5 separate regions of the Mus musculus genome follow, and regions 2, 3, 4 and 5 are each linked to region 1. A link is a contact called in public HiChIP or PLAC-seq, Micro-C and promoter capture Hi-C data. All regions are on one chromosome and are shown on one strand. The core of a region is the stretch at or near the end of the contact, and the rest is flanking DNA. Distances in the headings are between cores, read along the strand shown.

Region 1 (2,802 bases), core at 156-2,655:
ATGACTATTCTTATGTCTTAAATTGGACTCCAGCGCATTGTCTTGTGGTGCGTGGAGGACTTCAGAGGCAGGAGATTGTAGGGATCTGGTGAGAGGCGCACTGCCTGGGTAGCAATGTGCACACAGCGCGGCGGTTGCGCATCTGGAGCTGCAGTGCGCCGGTAGCGCAGTTCCTAATGCGGTGGTAGCAATGGCCCGAGGTACCGGAGCGTGCTGGGTTTCTTCTCCCCACGCGGGGGCACCAGAGCCCTCGAAAGTGTCAGGCACTGCGGCGCATCTACCAGATTCCCTTTTAAATGACTGCGGATGTGCGGGCGGTCGCAGCTACAAATGGTGAGAGGAGGCTCAGATCAGGCTCGCGAATGGCCCGCAGCGACCATTTAACTGCACCCGCACGTTTGTCACTCGACCCTCCGGAATCATCTCACGTGTCCCCACTGAGACTCTAGGGCGCTGCCGGAGCCCGGCCTCTCGGTAGCTGGAAGCACATCCTGCCTCGGGCAGCGCGGGTGCAGGGTACACGTTGGCGCACATGCACGCGCGCACACGAACACGCGCAAGGTACGGCAGGGCAGGGGACAGGGGCTTGGGTGCTCCGCGTGCGGGTGGGTGTCGCGGGGAGTGAAGCTGTGATCCTCAAATGGCTGCATCCTGCCAGGTTAAGGAATAAGAGAAGATGATGCGGAGCCATCCATTCCACAGGCCAGGGTCGGTGCAAAGCATTTAGGGAACCCACAGCGCGGCCGGCGCGCTCCCTTCCCACGCAGGGCTCTCTCTGTGGCGCAAACGGCAGGAGAAAGATCCATCAGAGCTACACTTGTGTCTGCAGGCTGTCTACACTTCTCTCTTGGCAGAAACCCCATCAGGAGAGCTTTGGAACCATCCACCCCTAAATAGGTAGTCCGGAACCCGGCAATGGTCCTTGGTTACTAACGTACAGCGCTATATATTTATTTTTGTACGGGGTGTAGCTTGTCTTCCCTATATTTTGGAAATAGCTTGCTTTCCCCTATGAGCATGGTGAGAAAGAAGAACGCGGCGGGGAGGGAGAGGGAAAGGAAAAGGAAAAGGGAGGATTCCTACAATACGAATCAGAGCATTTTTTTCAGAGCCTAACCAAACAGGGCTTCCATTTAAAAAAGGGGGAGCTAGTCTGTACTGCGATGTGGAAGAGATGTAAGAATTAGGGACCAAGGAAGCATCGCTGCATTTTAGATGTACCGGGGTCTAAAGGGGGCACACACACGCACACGCGCACACATGCACACCCGCACAGCTACCCCGCCAAGGTGTGTGCGTGCGCGCGAGTGTGAACTCCCACATGCTGCTGTCTGCGCCTGGCCGCTGGCACCAAGCCTCCTCCTCCCCGCTCGCCCCCAGATTCCCTCCCCTCCGCCTTGCTTTTGTCTGGAGGGTGCTATGCTATGCGTGTGTGCGTGTGTGTGCGCGCGCGCGTGTGTGAGCGTGTGTGTTTTTGGATTTCATACTAATTTTCTGGAGTTTCTGCCCCTGCTCTGCGTCAGCCCTCACGTCACTTCGCCAGCAGTAGCAGAGGCGGCGGCGGCGGCGGCCGCCGGTTAGAGCCCAGTCGCTGCTTCAGCTGCTGTTGCTGCTTCTGCAGCGCTCTGCTCCCTGCGCTTGCTACGGGAGGCCGGGGAAGCCGCGCGGACAGTCCTCGGTGGCCTGGGCCGGCACTGTCCTGCTACCGCAGTTGCTCCCCAGGTGGGATGTGCCGCGCCACCTGCCCACCTCCCCTCTCCCCCCGCGCCCAGCGGCCGGGGAGGATTCTGCAGCATCATTGGGGCCCCAGCGCTGCCGCAGCCTCTTTGGAGGGTCCTTGGCTTGGCCTATGCCATGGAATCTGCTCTCAAAGACCCGTTACCGACTTCTCATGCCTCGGCCTCAGGCTTGAAGGGAGGGCGGGCACACGGGGGGGGGGCACTAAGGGGCAAGTTGATGGCGGGGCGGGAGCTGGGCACTCAGACATTCATTCTCCAGGCTTGGGGTTCAGGGTGAGGAGAGCGCGGAGGGACTGTGTCCCAGTTGGTGGTGTGTGGGGTCTATTAGTCTCATCCATGTCTGTTTGTCCTCAGCCCTGAGGTGCGCACCGATATCGATATTCGTGCCGGTTTAGCGGTTCTGCGACCCAAAGAGTCCAGGGAGATCCACCGAGTGGTGCCTGGCGTATAGGACTATGCAGCCGCCTTGTGGCTCGGAGCAGCGGCCCGCGATGTCCCAGCCACTGTGAACCATTTGGTCAGCGCCAACCTGCTCAGCCCCAGCACCGACAGGCTCAGCCTCTGGTACGCTCCACTCCGCGGGAGGCCACCAGCACCAAGCAGCAAGAGGGCGCAGGGAAGGCCTCCCCCCTCCGGCGGGGGACGCCTGGCTCAGCGTAGGGACACGCACTCCGACTGACTGGCACTGGCAGCTCGGGATGTCGCCCTGGCTGAAGTGGCATGGACCCGCCATGGCGCGGCTCTGGGGCTTATGCCTGCTGGTCTTGGGCTTCTGGAGGGCCTCTCTCGCCTGCCCGACGTCCTGCAAATGCAGTTCCGCTAGGATTTGGTGTACTGAGCCTTCTCCAGGCATCGTGGCATTCCCGAGGTTGGAACCTAACAGCGTTGACCCGGAGAACATCACGGAAATGTGAGTTCCTTTTACTTTTTCTCCTGTCCCCACCTCAGGAATCAGGCAGGTGTATGTTTGGGACAGATGCTGTCCCACACATGGCAAGAAGTCAGAGACCAGAGAGATGGGGTACCTGTCACTTCTCTGTCTGTTTCACTGGCTTACGGATGT
Region 2 (2,802 bases), core at 201-2,700, 750 kb after region 1:
CTCTGATCTATACACACATGTAAAAGAAATAAGGGGTAACCCTTGAGCCAAATCAATTGGAAAACCTTTATTTAAAAATTGCTACCACTGGGCTGGAGAGATGGCTCAATGATTAAGGGCCGTTCTTTCGGAGAACCTGGGTGGGTCTGATTCCAAGCATCCACATGGTGGCTCACAACCATATGTAACTCCAATTCCAGTGAATCTGACACATTCTTCTGACCTCCTCAGGTACACACATGGTGCACACACACATGCACACACAGGCACACACACATATGTATATATACATATGCATATGCGTATAAATCTTAAGAAACTAAAAATACCACAGAAGGTTAAATTACGTTAATATATTTGACATTTATGTCATGTTGGTCAAACACATAAGGGGTCTGTTTCAGAGTCCAACAGAGATTACAATTTTAAACACTGATCCATCAATTCAAGGCAAAACTCTATGGTCATTCAAAATGACAGTGTAACTCCATTGTAGAATGTGACTCGGGAGAACGAGAAACCAAGCAAACCAGGAGAAACTCGGGTGGACTAAGGCATCGCCAAAGTGCGGCCCATTAGAGGGATCTGATTACAGATCTCCAGGACTTTGGTTTTGACATCTGGCCTGTTTTAAAATCCGTACCGTTCAAAGTGCCTTAAATAAATCATTTCTTCTGCAGCCAACGAAACCAGAAACATTTCCAAAACACAATTACAAAAATAACTTCCTCTCTCAGGGAAGCAAGGAGAACTGTGAGAATAAGTCAGAAGCTGGCCAAGGAAGAGCGAGCGCTCGGGAGAGCCACTCGACTCTGTGGACTGCGAACTGCCGGGTACCTGATGGGCACCGTTACCATTCCGAACACCTGGAGAGGGCTTGCCACAGACAGCCTGCCATGCCAGCGGGATCGCCGTCGTTACCTCACACGCCGTGCGAGACCTGCATCATCCACGGACCAGCATACACAGTCAACGTCCACCCCGACCACCCGGGGAGGTGTTGAAACTGCCGTCCACGGCGCTAAACTGTCAGGGAGCAGCCAATCAAAGGGTCCCGGGGCGCGGCAGGGCGGAGGCCAGGGAGTGGCGGGCAGCGGAGCGCGGAGGAGAGTGCACGGGGCGACGACCGCCCCGGCTCGCTCGACTGCCCGCCTCGCCGCCTGGCAGCGCGCTTCGCCTCCGCCAAGTGAACCGAGGAGCCGCCGGGAGCCGGCGAGCGGGACGCGCGGGCGGCGGGGACGCTCACCGGCTCGGCTTGGGCGCTGCGCTCGGCCTCCGCGCCCGGGACTCCCGGGGCGCACGGCGGTTCCTCGCCGCCCGCCGCCCTTCTCCCGCCGTCCGCCGCCCGCGGCCCGCCGTTTTCATACAAACCCGGGTGGCAGGAGAGGCGGAGGCGGCGAAGACGGCCGCGGAACATGCCCGCATCCCGGGCAACGTCAGCGCGGCGCCCCGCCCAACTCACGGCTCCGAGGGCCGGCTCGCGTGCGCCCGGTAGGGCGCGTGCGCGTGGGGGAAGGGCGCTTCCAGGGAAGGGCGGGACGTCGGGGGGGGGGGGGGCCCGCGGGGCGCGTGCCCGCCGGCGGGGGCGGCACGCCTGGAGGGAAGACAAGCTGCGCGTGCGCAAGGTCGGGTGGGTACCAAGAGGCGGGGCGGGGCGAGGAGGGGCGGGGCGGGGCGGGCGGGGCAGGGTGGGGCGGAGTAGGGAAAGGACTCCACTCTGGCGTGGGCAACCGGCGGTGCGCGCCCTTACCTTTGGGTTCCTGTGGGTCGTGGGCCAGTGTAAACGTGTTAGCCCGCTAGCAGATCGACACGTTCATCAAATCGCCTTCTTTTTTCCTTCCCAACCGGGGGCGTAGCTCCCAAATCCCATCAAACCTTGGGAAACAGTGAGGCTAGTCCTTCCTGACCCCAAGTTGACCCAGAACAGGCTGTGAAGGCTGTGGCGCATGGCCCATTTATCCAGGTAAATGAGATTATCTGATGGTACTGCGAACAAAATGTCATGCCCATTCATTTCAAAACGATGTTATGGAAAACCTTGGTGCAGAAGCTAAAGGCAAAAAACAGTGGGGGAGAAGTAGGGAGCATGCTTGTGTTTTGACTGTGTTTAAATACTCTGAGATACATTGTTAATAAAGACATCATTTGCCTTTTTAAGGAGCATCGACCATGCTCCCTGTTTATGGTGGTTGGTAAGGGATGTAAAATTATCACAGCATGATAGGGGACTAAACTGAGCCCTGTGGGGTTTTTATTTTGTTCTTATGTTTCGTTCAAGCAGGTTTGTGGAGGTAATTCAAAAAACGTATTCAAGGTGTGAAACAGTGCTTCATGCTACTTGCTCTTGGCAGATGTCTTTACTGAGAGGAACAAAAGACTGCCATTTTATAAATGTTGGTTTTCCCCATACCTATAACACATGTGCACATAATGATAGATTCAAGTATTTAAAATACCTTTAAACCACTCTCCACCACAAACTCCCCAAAATGAAAACGATTGTCTAAGAACATTTAGTAGTTCAAAATTCATGAGACATTATTCAAAGAACGTGTTTCTAAATCAACTTGCAATCTAGAAATACATATAAATTGAATTCCTCTTTAGCAAAGTATGGTTAATGGTCAGAACAAAGGCTCAGAAGATTGGCCCATACAGCCGGGTAACCCACAGCGTCATTGGCTTTGAAGTTATTGCAAACACACAACTTGCAGATGAATGGCACCTTTAGCAAGTGTGAGAACCTTCTCACCTGGAGAAGGATTGGGCTCCAGCTCTTATCAGACCCATGGGAGTTCCCAG
Region 3 (2,802 bases), core at 194-2,693, 700 kb after region 1:
CCACAATGTCCCTATTGTTCTACTCTAAAAGAAAACTCAAGAAAATTAAATTGAAAAACATTTATACATAACAAAGAAGGTAGCATCACAGCATGTCCCATTGCCTGGCATGCACTAACTCTACCACCTGAGCCAATCTAGATGATACTACAGGACTAAGGGTGGGGACTGGTGCACACCAGCGGTAAGAAGCTCAGAAACAGACAACCTGAAAGGTAAAAGGAAATGGAGCGGTTCCAAGGTCGACATTATAGGGCAGGATGAAGCTTTAGTAGAGACAAGACACATGTTCACACTCCACGATCAACAGGACCTGTGCACAGCCCACCATCACTGCCTGCAGGGCTCACACTCTATGATCAACAGGACCTGTGCACAGCCCACCATCACTGCCCACGCTAGCCTGCAGGGGCAAGAGACTAACAAGCTGAACAAGCCCCCAACAGCACCTCTGAGGGAAGAGAAAGCAAATACATCCTCATACAGAAGAGACGTGCCAGTGATCCATTCTGGCCTACAATCTGCAGCCCTGGCTGGAAGAGCAGATATGCCCCTGGCTGGAGAGCATGTGTGGAGAGTGTTACTTCACCTAGGACCCGCAGGGCTCCCAACATCCTTAACAAACTCTGACCTTCATGGATGGGAAAGGAGAAAGGGATACCAGATACTAATTCTCAAATGGGAACCCATTTTTAATTTCCTATTTATCTACAATTAAAATAAACTACTTGTTTTCAACCCCAAAGCAAATTTATCTTACTGTCCTTAAATCCTTCATATGTAGTATCTGTCCATATATGAGCATTAACTAGTATTCTTAAAAAAAAGATATTTTTCAACATTTTATATTCAGGAATTTGCTTTCATTTATATAATCAATAAATAAGTTTTGTTATTTCTATGAATAAAAGATTGGCTTTATTTACATATATATTATTACAATGTAATTACTAACTTATGAGTATACAATTTCACCTAAGTATTTATATTTAATCTATGAACAAATAATGTATTAATTTTCTTGTTTAACATATAATCATCTAAAGCAAAAAATACTTTACAAAGATATATTTTCTCACTAGAAAAGCCTTTAATTCCAGCACTCAGGAGGCAGAGGCCAACAGGATTTCTGAGTTAAAGGACAGCCTGATCTACAAAGCAAGTTCCAGGACAGCCAGGACTACACAGAAACCCTGTCTAAGCATCCAGCTAGCTCACTGTTAGCGATGGCACTGAACAACAAGGAAGGAATAGCCTGTGGACCTTTATGGCTCCCTGGAGGTAGTTGTTTAGAACCTAAAGAACCTGGACTAAACTCCCTACAGGAAAAACACTGACTCACACAGTGAGGGAGGCAGTGTGGAAGCCAAGCACAGCTGAGCAGCCTTGCTTCTCCCACTGCAGCACAGCCATCCCTGTGGGACGCTGTGTGGAGCCAGCCCCACACAGGCCAGAGGCTGCTCTGCATCGTGGCGTAAAGAGGACCTGTCTCAGAGCACACAGCAGAGCCACAGTGATGAGTGTGCCCTCCCTCTCCACACTACCAAGCCCTTGCTTACTGGCCCCTGTGCTGTGTCTCCAATACTGTGAGGACCAGATGGTTACTGTGCATGAAGAGTCTGGCTTGGCACATGGTTCCATGTTCAGTAAGTGCTACTTTTTCTCGTAATTATCAATGTTTTGCTAAGGCAAAATAGACAATATGTGAGCAATTTTAACTCAGTGAAAGAATGGACACCAAGAACTATTTTTCAAAGACATCAATGTCAAGAGCCAAGAAATCTGTGGAAATGCTTCAAATGAATGGACCAAGTAAAAGACATGGAAATGCAGCATCTGAGGGTAGACTCTGTAGCAGAGGGTAAACAACCCACAGAGGCCATCACAGGACAAACTGACTCCACAGAGGCCATCACAGGACAAACTGACTCCACAGAGGCCATCACAGGACAAACTGACTCCACAGAGGCCATCACAGGACAAACTGACTCCACAGAGGCCATCACAGGATAAACTGAACCCCACAGAGGCCATCACAGCAGCCAGAGATAAGCTGGACAGCACACAGTGTCAAGCTGGCAGGAAGCTGACACTGTGCTGCAGGTTTGGCATGTGTTCTCAGGTAAAGGACCATAAGAGGTGGCATATCTAATCAACTCCCAAATGCCGTTCTTGGACATGTGCACACATGCACAAACACTTTTCCTGCAGCCCAATCAGTCCCTGTTCCCATCTCCCTCACTCCTCACTCTTTATGCTCTTGATCATCACAGGGGTTTTTAATTAGAACCATGAGATGTGAACAAAACATACTTTAATGTTTATCATTAAAGTCTTGTACTTTGATGGGAACTCGAGAAGATTAATGTGAAAAGTATGGCTTCCACCACTCCCAAGTGCCCTGAAACAAAATAAAAACAACAACAAAAACCCCACAGCATTTCAACCCCTGCTCTTACCTGAGGTTAATTCATAGCTGTGAACCTGCCAGTTCCACGGCATGTGTCAGGTTCAAACCCCAGCTCCTCACGGTCTGCATCCTAACATCACAGGAGCCCTCTCTCACCTGAGACCCCACTGGCGGTGGGGATAACAGCTCTGTAGTACTAAGATGCATCTTCCAGTATCCCAGACTACGGAAAGGACAGTGTGTCCTTTAGGTAGTATTCCAACAGTTTTTAAAAGGCTTGCTTTTAATTCGTGTATATGAGTGTTTTGCATGCCCAAGTATATATGTTCTGCTGCCTTCAGGTCAAGATGTAGAATTCTCAGCTCCTTCTCCAGCACCATGTCTGCCTGCGC
Region 4 (2,802 bases), core at 124-2,623, 660 kb after region 1:
CTGTCTCTTTTAGTCATTTCATTTAAAAGACCCATCAATTTAATAAGAAATAAAAACCCATTTGGGGAAGGATTTATAGTTAATGCTCGAATTGATAAATCCTCAAGGTGTCGCTTAACCCGAGAGCGCTACAACTCTTTATCTCCTACTCAACACTTACAATGAATGTGATCCTACCTCAGCTGTACAGACACAGTCATTACACTCTCAAACGGCTGTTAAAATATTTAACTAATGTAAACGAACATGAAAATGCTTTCATGAGGAAATATTCACAAAACGTTTAAATAAACTCTTAAGAGCATCACCTTTAGGAATGAAAACCAGCATGCTAACCCTACTCCCCCTCTCCCTCTCTGGAATGCACGACTGGTGAGGACAGACACTGTGTGAAGCCCCGTGGCAGTGCCACAGCACCCTGGCTGTGTCTGTGCTGTGCCCTGGGCTTGAGTCTCACAGGAACATACGTACTCTGGGGTGAAATAGGCAACATACCACTGCTGCCTTTCTGCGGCCACACAGTAGGTTAAAGCCTGCAGAACAGGACCTACCATTAATACTCATAAATAAAACGTAAAATGTTCATACAAATTCTAAGCAATAGGAATAAATCATTAACACTATAGTCACTATAAACGATAACAGAAAAGATTTTGAAATTAACAGCTGGCTTTTATAAACAGAAAATAACATATAAGGTACTAAATCACAGGATTCCAGGAAGATTAAGACTAGAGGTTACCTATGTGTGAGCCCCTAAGAGACAGAGACAGCATCCCACAGAGACGCCTCTGGAAATCTACAAAGTATGTGAGGGGAAGGGCACTGAAAAGACCAGGAAGAAAGGTGAGAAGCAGAAGGCAGAGAAAGACTCAGTCAGGAAATGGTCCCTGGCAGGCTGAGGGTACAGAAGTGTCCTGCCCTTGGGGTATGCCCATGGCCCTCAACCCTCAACTCTAGTCATGGGTTTTGATAAGATGCTGATTCCTTTGTCAAACAGTCAGCGGTGCCTAGAAGTCACATGTCACAACATGAGATTCAGGGGGTAGCAGCTAAAGCCTCCTAAGGCCAAATCTGACTTTTAAAACTGAGCTACCCCTGGACCTGAGACCAACAACCAGCCACAAGTGAGGAAGCAGAGAAGATGTGTGGACAGGAGGGAGAATGGATGGCTGAAGGGGACAGGCAGCAGGCAGCAGAGGCCAGGGGCAGGTTGGCAAGTGCATACACAAGGAGAGAGAGCAGCACAATCAGTGCCCAGAAGCACAGCATCAACTGAGAATAACCTGGCATTTGATAGCTCTGAGTCCCGGGACAGCAAGTGCAGCCAGGCTGTGCTGCTCAGTGATAGAAAGCTGGAGGCGTTCCAGGGAGTACTTCCTGGCTACAGCAGCAGCCCTTGGCAGCGTGGGTAGTACTCAGAAGTCCTCAAAGTCTGAGGGCACAGGTCCCAGTGCTGTGACTGATCCACACATTCCTGAGGCATTTAAAAGATACTACTGAACTAAAACAGCCATCATCCACCATCGCCTCCCACCCCCAAAAAACCAACAGGATTTGGAAGCCTCAGGAGGCTGAGAGCCTTCCCTTTCGAAGATGCAAAGCTAAATGTTGCCAGCAGCGGCCCCTGGTTCAACAAGAAGGAACACTGCCACAGCGAGGATAGCTCTAGGGGCCAGCATTCATCTAATACAGACGCAACAGCAGCAAAAACCACATGAAAAGACAGGCGTGTACTGTTCAACTTCTGCTTCTACTCATGGACCTGGCAATCTGCAGTTCGTAAGAAAACAGGCACAAGTGGCTCCAACAGCAGCAATTCTTACCCTTGTCATCTTCCTTTGCCTTCTTGCAAGCCCTGCCCTTCTATGTACCCAGGAGCAGCAACACCCACATACTCCACTATATGTACCCAGGAGCAACATGCACACATTCACTGTATGTACACAGGAGCGGCACGCACACACTCCACTGCATATACCCAGGAATGGCATGCACACACTCCGCTGCATGTACACAGGAGTGGCACGCACACACTCCACTACCTTTAACTGTTTCACTGCTGGTCCCATCCATGGGCCCTCCCGTCTGGCTTCTCCCCACTCTCCTCTGCCATCCTTTCCCTATACTCTGCAGCGCTGACTTCAACTCTGTGTTTCCTATTGCTTCTTACACTTATCTACTTTTGATTTTTAAATCTCCTGTAATTGAGAAGCCCCTCCTGTTTCCTTTATCTTTCTAATCTCTTGCTAATTTCTACTCTCAGCCTATTTCCTGTCTTTAACCTTGCTTCTCCTCTTTGCCCACCTGTCTCCTCCTATTCCATTCATTTACTATTTCCACACTTATACTAAATAATTTCTTACTGTATGCTGTTACCAAGATGGCAACTGGCTTTTGTCTCCATGGGTGAGATTTAGCCTTCAAGGGTAAAATGCTCAATAAACGATCCCCACCCCAGAAACCAGAAGATACATCCAAACCAACAGATCTCCAAGTGCAACAGAGAAACCTGGCTAGAAAACACCTGCAACAGGACTCCTCAAAAAAAAAAAAAAAAAAAAAAAATCACAGCTCCTGCATGCCTGAGTTCAAAGATACTGGAATACACAGAATATCGAGCGAAGATTCCAACTGCTAATAAGGTGAACACAGACATAAAAGAGGGCACCAACACCAGGTAAGTTCAGCTTGTTACCCAGAGAAGAACACCAGCCACACAGAGGACAGTGAGCCAGACCGCTGAGAAAACCAGCAGCATGCCTGAGAAAGTCAGCCAGAAAACTGAGACTTAGGGAAAAT
Region 5 (2,802 bases), core at 214-2,713, 620 kb after region 1:
TCTAACTTTAGGCTGGAACAAAGAAGTAGGCTTCAGGCAGGAATCTGATTTGGGGCTTGGACAAAGAAGTAGGCTCAGATATCTTGTTCATCCCAACAAGCCCTCAGAAACAGCGATCACAGGAGTGACCACGGGACTCTGCTTACTGCCTTGCTTGTTCCTTCTTGTACTGCTCGCCCTTATTACTTGGATGTAATTAAAATGGTATAAAAGTGGATTGGGAAAAAATAAACCAGCCTTCAGTCTCAGAACTGAATGGGGTCATGCTTACAATGTTGTCTAATTGTCTTTTTTCTTTTTAATCCTCATTCCTGTGCTGGAGAATCTGGTGACTGACTGAGCTAGCTTGGTCACCAAGGTCAAAGTCATGAGAACCAGTAGACTTCACTATGCCCTCCCACCCCCAGAGACTTCTTCTGCCTAGGAATCTAGCTGGCCTTGCATCCCCTCGCCCCCTCATACCCTATGGGACCTTGTCATGTAACCTGATACGTGCCTGACTGTCAAAGGAGTAGAGCCCTTAAAGACCATACCTGCAGAGAGAAAGTTGTCTCAACAACCGTGTCTCTGAGAAACTGGATAGACAGGAAAGCAGCTTGTGAAAGGACGGCTGAAGGAGTTATGCCTCAGATCCGCCATTGGAAGGGGATTGGTCCAGGAGACACAAGCCACCGCCCCCCATCCTCCCCGAAAGGCAAGGACATGGAATGGGCAGATGCAGGCAAGACTCGACTGTGGGCCTACATGAACAGGAAGGATGAAGCACCTTCCAAGCCAGTGGGTTACCTGTTGTGGAGCTTTGGGATGGGGAGAGCCAGGAAGGCTGCTGAGCGGGAGATGGTGCCTGTAGAGACTGAGTGTACCAGTCATCCAAAACCTCACAGCCAAGCTCCAGCAGGTGCAACCACAAAAAAAAAAAAAAAAAAAAAAAAAAAAAAAAAAGCTTCAAGGCAGCTTTGTTGGCGCTGACAATAAACTGAAGCACAAGGTAAAGGGAATTCTGGCTCGGCAGGATGGAAGCCGTGCTGTGCAGCTCAGGTGACACTCCTGTCTACTGGAGCTACTGGTATCTCTGCTAGCACCTGTGGCCAGCAGAGCAACCCCAAGGACACAGGTCCACAAGGACGTGTTTATATAGAAGCTACCTTTAGGGAACACTCGGAAGAGCCACTTTGAATTAATAAAGAAGAGAAAAAGATTCTGCAAGTGAGAGCATTTGAAACAACTTCTGAAAGTAGAGTCCAATCCCGGTGTCACAATTCGGGGGCTGCTAGTGTGAAATTGTGTGATGCTAAAATTGATTTAAGAATGGAATGGTAACCAGGGTCACCTTTTGCCAGCAAGTCCAAAGCACAGTAATTGAAGGGCAAGCGTTCACAGCTTCTGTGTGGTCTGAGCATTGTTCAGGCCCTCTGAGATTCAAGTTGAAACTAGCTGTGCCGCCAGTGTCAGGGGCAGGGCCCTGGAGCTCCTCCACAGGCTGAGAGAAAGGGTTTGTGTAAGCCCAAGAATTCTAGGACAATGAGAGGAATGTAGTGAGACCTCCACCTCGCCCATTGGACTTGCCAACTTTAGATGCCCCAGTACAGGGGAATGCCAGGGCCAAAAAGGGGGAGTGGGTGAGTAGGGGATTGGGGGTGGGTGGGTATGGGGGACCTTTGGGATAGCATTGAAAATGTAAACGAGGAAAATACCTAATTAAAAAAATTAAAAAAAAAAAGGCAAACGGTGGTTCGGCAGCTGGGGTGGTTTAAATGAGATGCCCCCATATTCTTGGGTATTTGAATTCTTGCTCTCCAGTTGGCACTGCTGCCTGGGGAGGCTTGGAAGGTATTCCATCCTGGAGGATCTGTGTCACTGGGGGCTGACTGTGAAGCTTAAAGCATCCCACCATCCCCAGCTCAACTTTCTCTGCTTCCTGTTTGCAACCAGAGATGTGTGCTTTCCGCTGTTCTGGCCTCCATGGCTGCCTACTGCCTTGCTTCCCGACTAGCGTTCAAAATGACTGATGTTCTCAGAAATTGGATCTTACTATATTTATACTGAGTAGCCAAGGACAGCAGCAATAGCCTGTATTGGTTTGGGTTCTTCTGGAGTCTTCCTGACCGATAATTCATACCCATGTCTTGTGCTTCAATTTTCACTTATTAATAACCCATATTTTCTCAGAGCCACATTGTCCACTCATGCAGGGTAATTTCGTCCAACCTTTTATCAAAGCTGTTTATGGCTTAATTTTACGCATCTTGTGCATAAACCACGTATTCTTTACCCCTTACCCAGCAGTGGCCAGCTGTGATGGCACCATTCTGCATGTCTGCAGAAAGGGACGGCTGCTTCCCCCAGCTGAATCCCCGTGGCCACCCATGTTCCTTAGCTGAGGTCTTACACATGAGCCCCAGCCTCACACTGTGGTTACCTGTGTGGTAGACAAGATGACTTTTAAACAAGGATGATAACCAGGGCAAGACTGGGGCTAAGAAGGAAATCACCAGGTCTCAGGATGCTGAATCCAGGGTGCCCTTCTCTGCATAGCTTTGTGCTCAGGTCAGATCGGCTAAGTGCAGGAACTAAAGTGTACTGTGATGGTTTGTTATGCGCAGGGTACATCCAGGACTGTACAGCAGCCAGCCAGAATAATACTATTCTGATTCCACCAGACAGGAAAGAAAAGGGAAAAAACCCCTACAGCTCAGAAAAAGCAAGCTGATCATGCAAGAGGTCTGTCTTCTAGCTTTGACACTCTCCTGTACTTCCTTCTGACATGTCTCCCACCCCTGGAGGGGCAGGGTCCTTGATTCC

The links. Promoter capture Hi-C pulls out the DNA fragments that hold promoters and counts their contacts. Hi-C and Micro-C count contacts between places; a contact is called where the count stands out from the background. HiChIP or PLAC-seq counts read pairs in DNA pulled down with a chosen protein or histone mark.
Region 2: a contact with region 1 is called in a Micro-C map of embryonic stem cells, with 6 times the contacts expected there. The contact joins the promoter of Agtpbp1 here to the promoter of Ntrk2 in region 1. A contact is called at or near these places in 3 of 39 promoter capture datasets (cranial neural crest, frontonasal cranial neural crest and hippocampal neurons), 2 of 484 Hi-C or Micro-C datasets (cerebral cortex and embryonic stem cells) and 2 of 115 datasets of contacts at active chromatin or transcription factors (astrocytes and embryonic stem cells).
Region 3: a promoter capture Hi-C map of hippocampal neurons shows a contact between it and region 1, with 5 times the contacts expected there. The contact joins the enhancer-like site here to the promoter of Ntrk2 in region 1. A contact is called at or near these places in 9 of 39 promoter capture datasets (cranial neural crest, embryonic stem cells, frontonasal cranial neural crest and 5 more), 9 of 484 Hi-C or Micro-C datasets (cerebral cortex, cortical neurons, embryonic stem cells and 6 more) and 8 of 115 datasets of contacts at active chromatin or transcription factors (SST interneurons, VIP interneurons, astrocytes and 5 more).
Region 4: an H3K4me3 HiChIP or PLAC-seq map of forebrain shows a contact between it and region 1, with 4 times the contacts expected there. The contact joins the enhancer-like site here to the promoter of Ntrk2 in region 1. A contact is called at or near these places in 1 of 39 promoter capture datasets (hippocampal neurons), 1 of 484 Hi-C or Micro-C datasets (embryonic retina) and 7 of 115 datasets of contacts at active chromatin or transcription factors (embryonic basal ganglia, embryonic forebrain, embryonic hindbrain and 4 more).
Region 5: a contact with region 1 is called in a promoter capture Hi-C map of embryonic stem cells, with 7 times the contacts expected there. The contact joins the enhancer-like site here to the promoter of Ntrk2 in region 1. A contact is called at or near these places in 8 of 39 promoter capture datasets (cranial neural crest, embryonic stem cells, frontonasal cranial neural crest and 4 more), 4 of 484 Hi-C or Micro-C datasets (cerebral cortex, cortical neurons, frontal cortex and 1 more), 9 of 115 datasets of contacts at active chromatin or transcription factors (SST interneurons, embryonic basal ganglia, embryonic forebrain and 5 more) and 2 of 9 other capture datasets (embryonic stem cells and liver).

What each region holds. Positions count from the first base shown.
Region 1 is chr13:58,806,292-58,809,093 of GRCm38.p6, forward strand. It overlaps Ntrk2 (neurotrophic tyrosine kinase, receptor, type 2), which reads left to right and starts at 1,406. Exons shown (of 18, transcript NM_001025074.2): 1 at 1,406-1,722; 2 at 2,094-2,649. The coding sequence starts at 2,438.
Region 2 is chr13:59,555,852-59,558,653 of GRCm38.p6, forward strand. It overlaps Agtpbp1 (ATP/GTP binding protein 1), which reads right to left and starts at 1,451. Exons shown (of 26, transcript NM_001377097.1): 1 at 1,247-1,451.
Region 3 is chr13:59,504,563-59,507,364 of GRCm38.p6, forward strand. All of the region lies in intron 12 of Agtpbp1 (ATP/GTP binding protein 1), which reads right to left. Among named protein-coding and RNA genes, the nearest start is that of Agtpbp1, 51 kb to the right of the region's middle. Within about 2 kb of position 1,444, at least 27 of the 459 cell types and tissues checked have an H3K27ac peak or open chromatin away from gene starts, as enhancers often do. A contact at or near this core is called in SST interneurons, VIP interneurons, cerebral cortex and 3 more, where this site is marked.
Region 4 is chr13:59,466,463-59,469,264 of GRCm38.p6, forward strand. All of the region lies in intron 22 of Agtpbp1 (ATP/GTP binding protein 1), which reads right to left. Among named protein-coding and RNA genes, the nearest start is that of Gm34788, 51 kb to the left of the region's middle. Within about 2 kb of position 1,374, at least 78 of the 459 cell types and tissues checked have an H3K27ac peak or open chromatin away from gene starts, as enhancers often do. A contact at or near this core is called in forebrain, where this site is marked.
Region 5 is chr13:59,422,633-59,425,434 of GRCm38.p6, forward strand. No RefSeq gene overlaps it. Among named protein-coding and RNA genes, the nearest start is that of Gm34788, 6.8 kb to the left of the region's middle. Within about 2 kb of position 1,464, at least 1 of the 459 cell types and tissues checked has an H3K27ac peak or open chromatin away from gene starts, as enhancers often do. A contact at or near this core is called in embryonic stem cells, where this site is marked.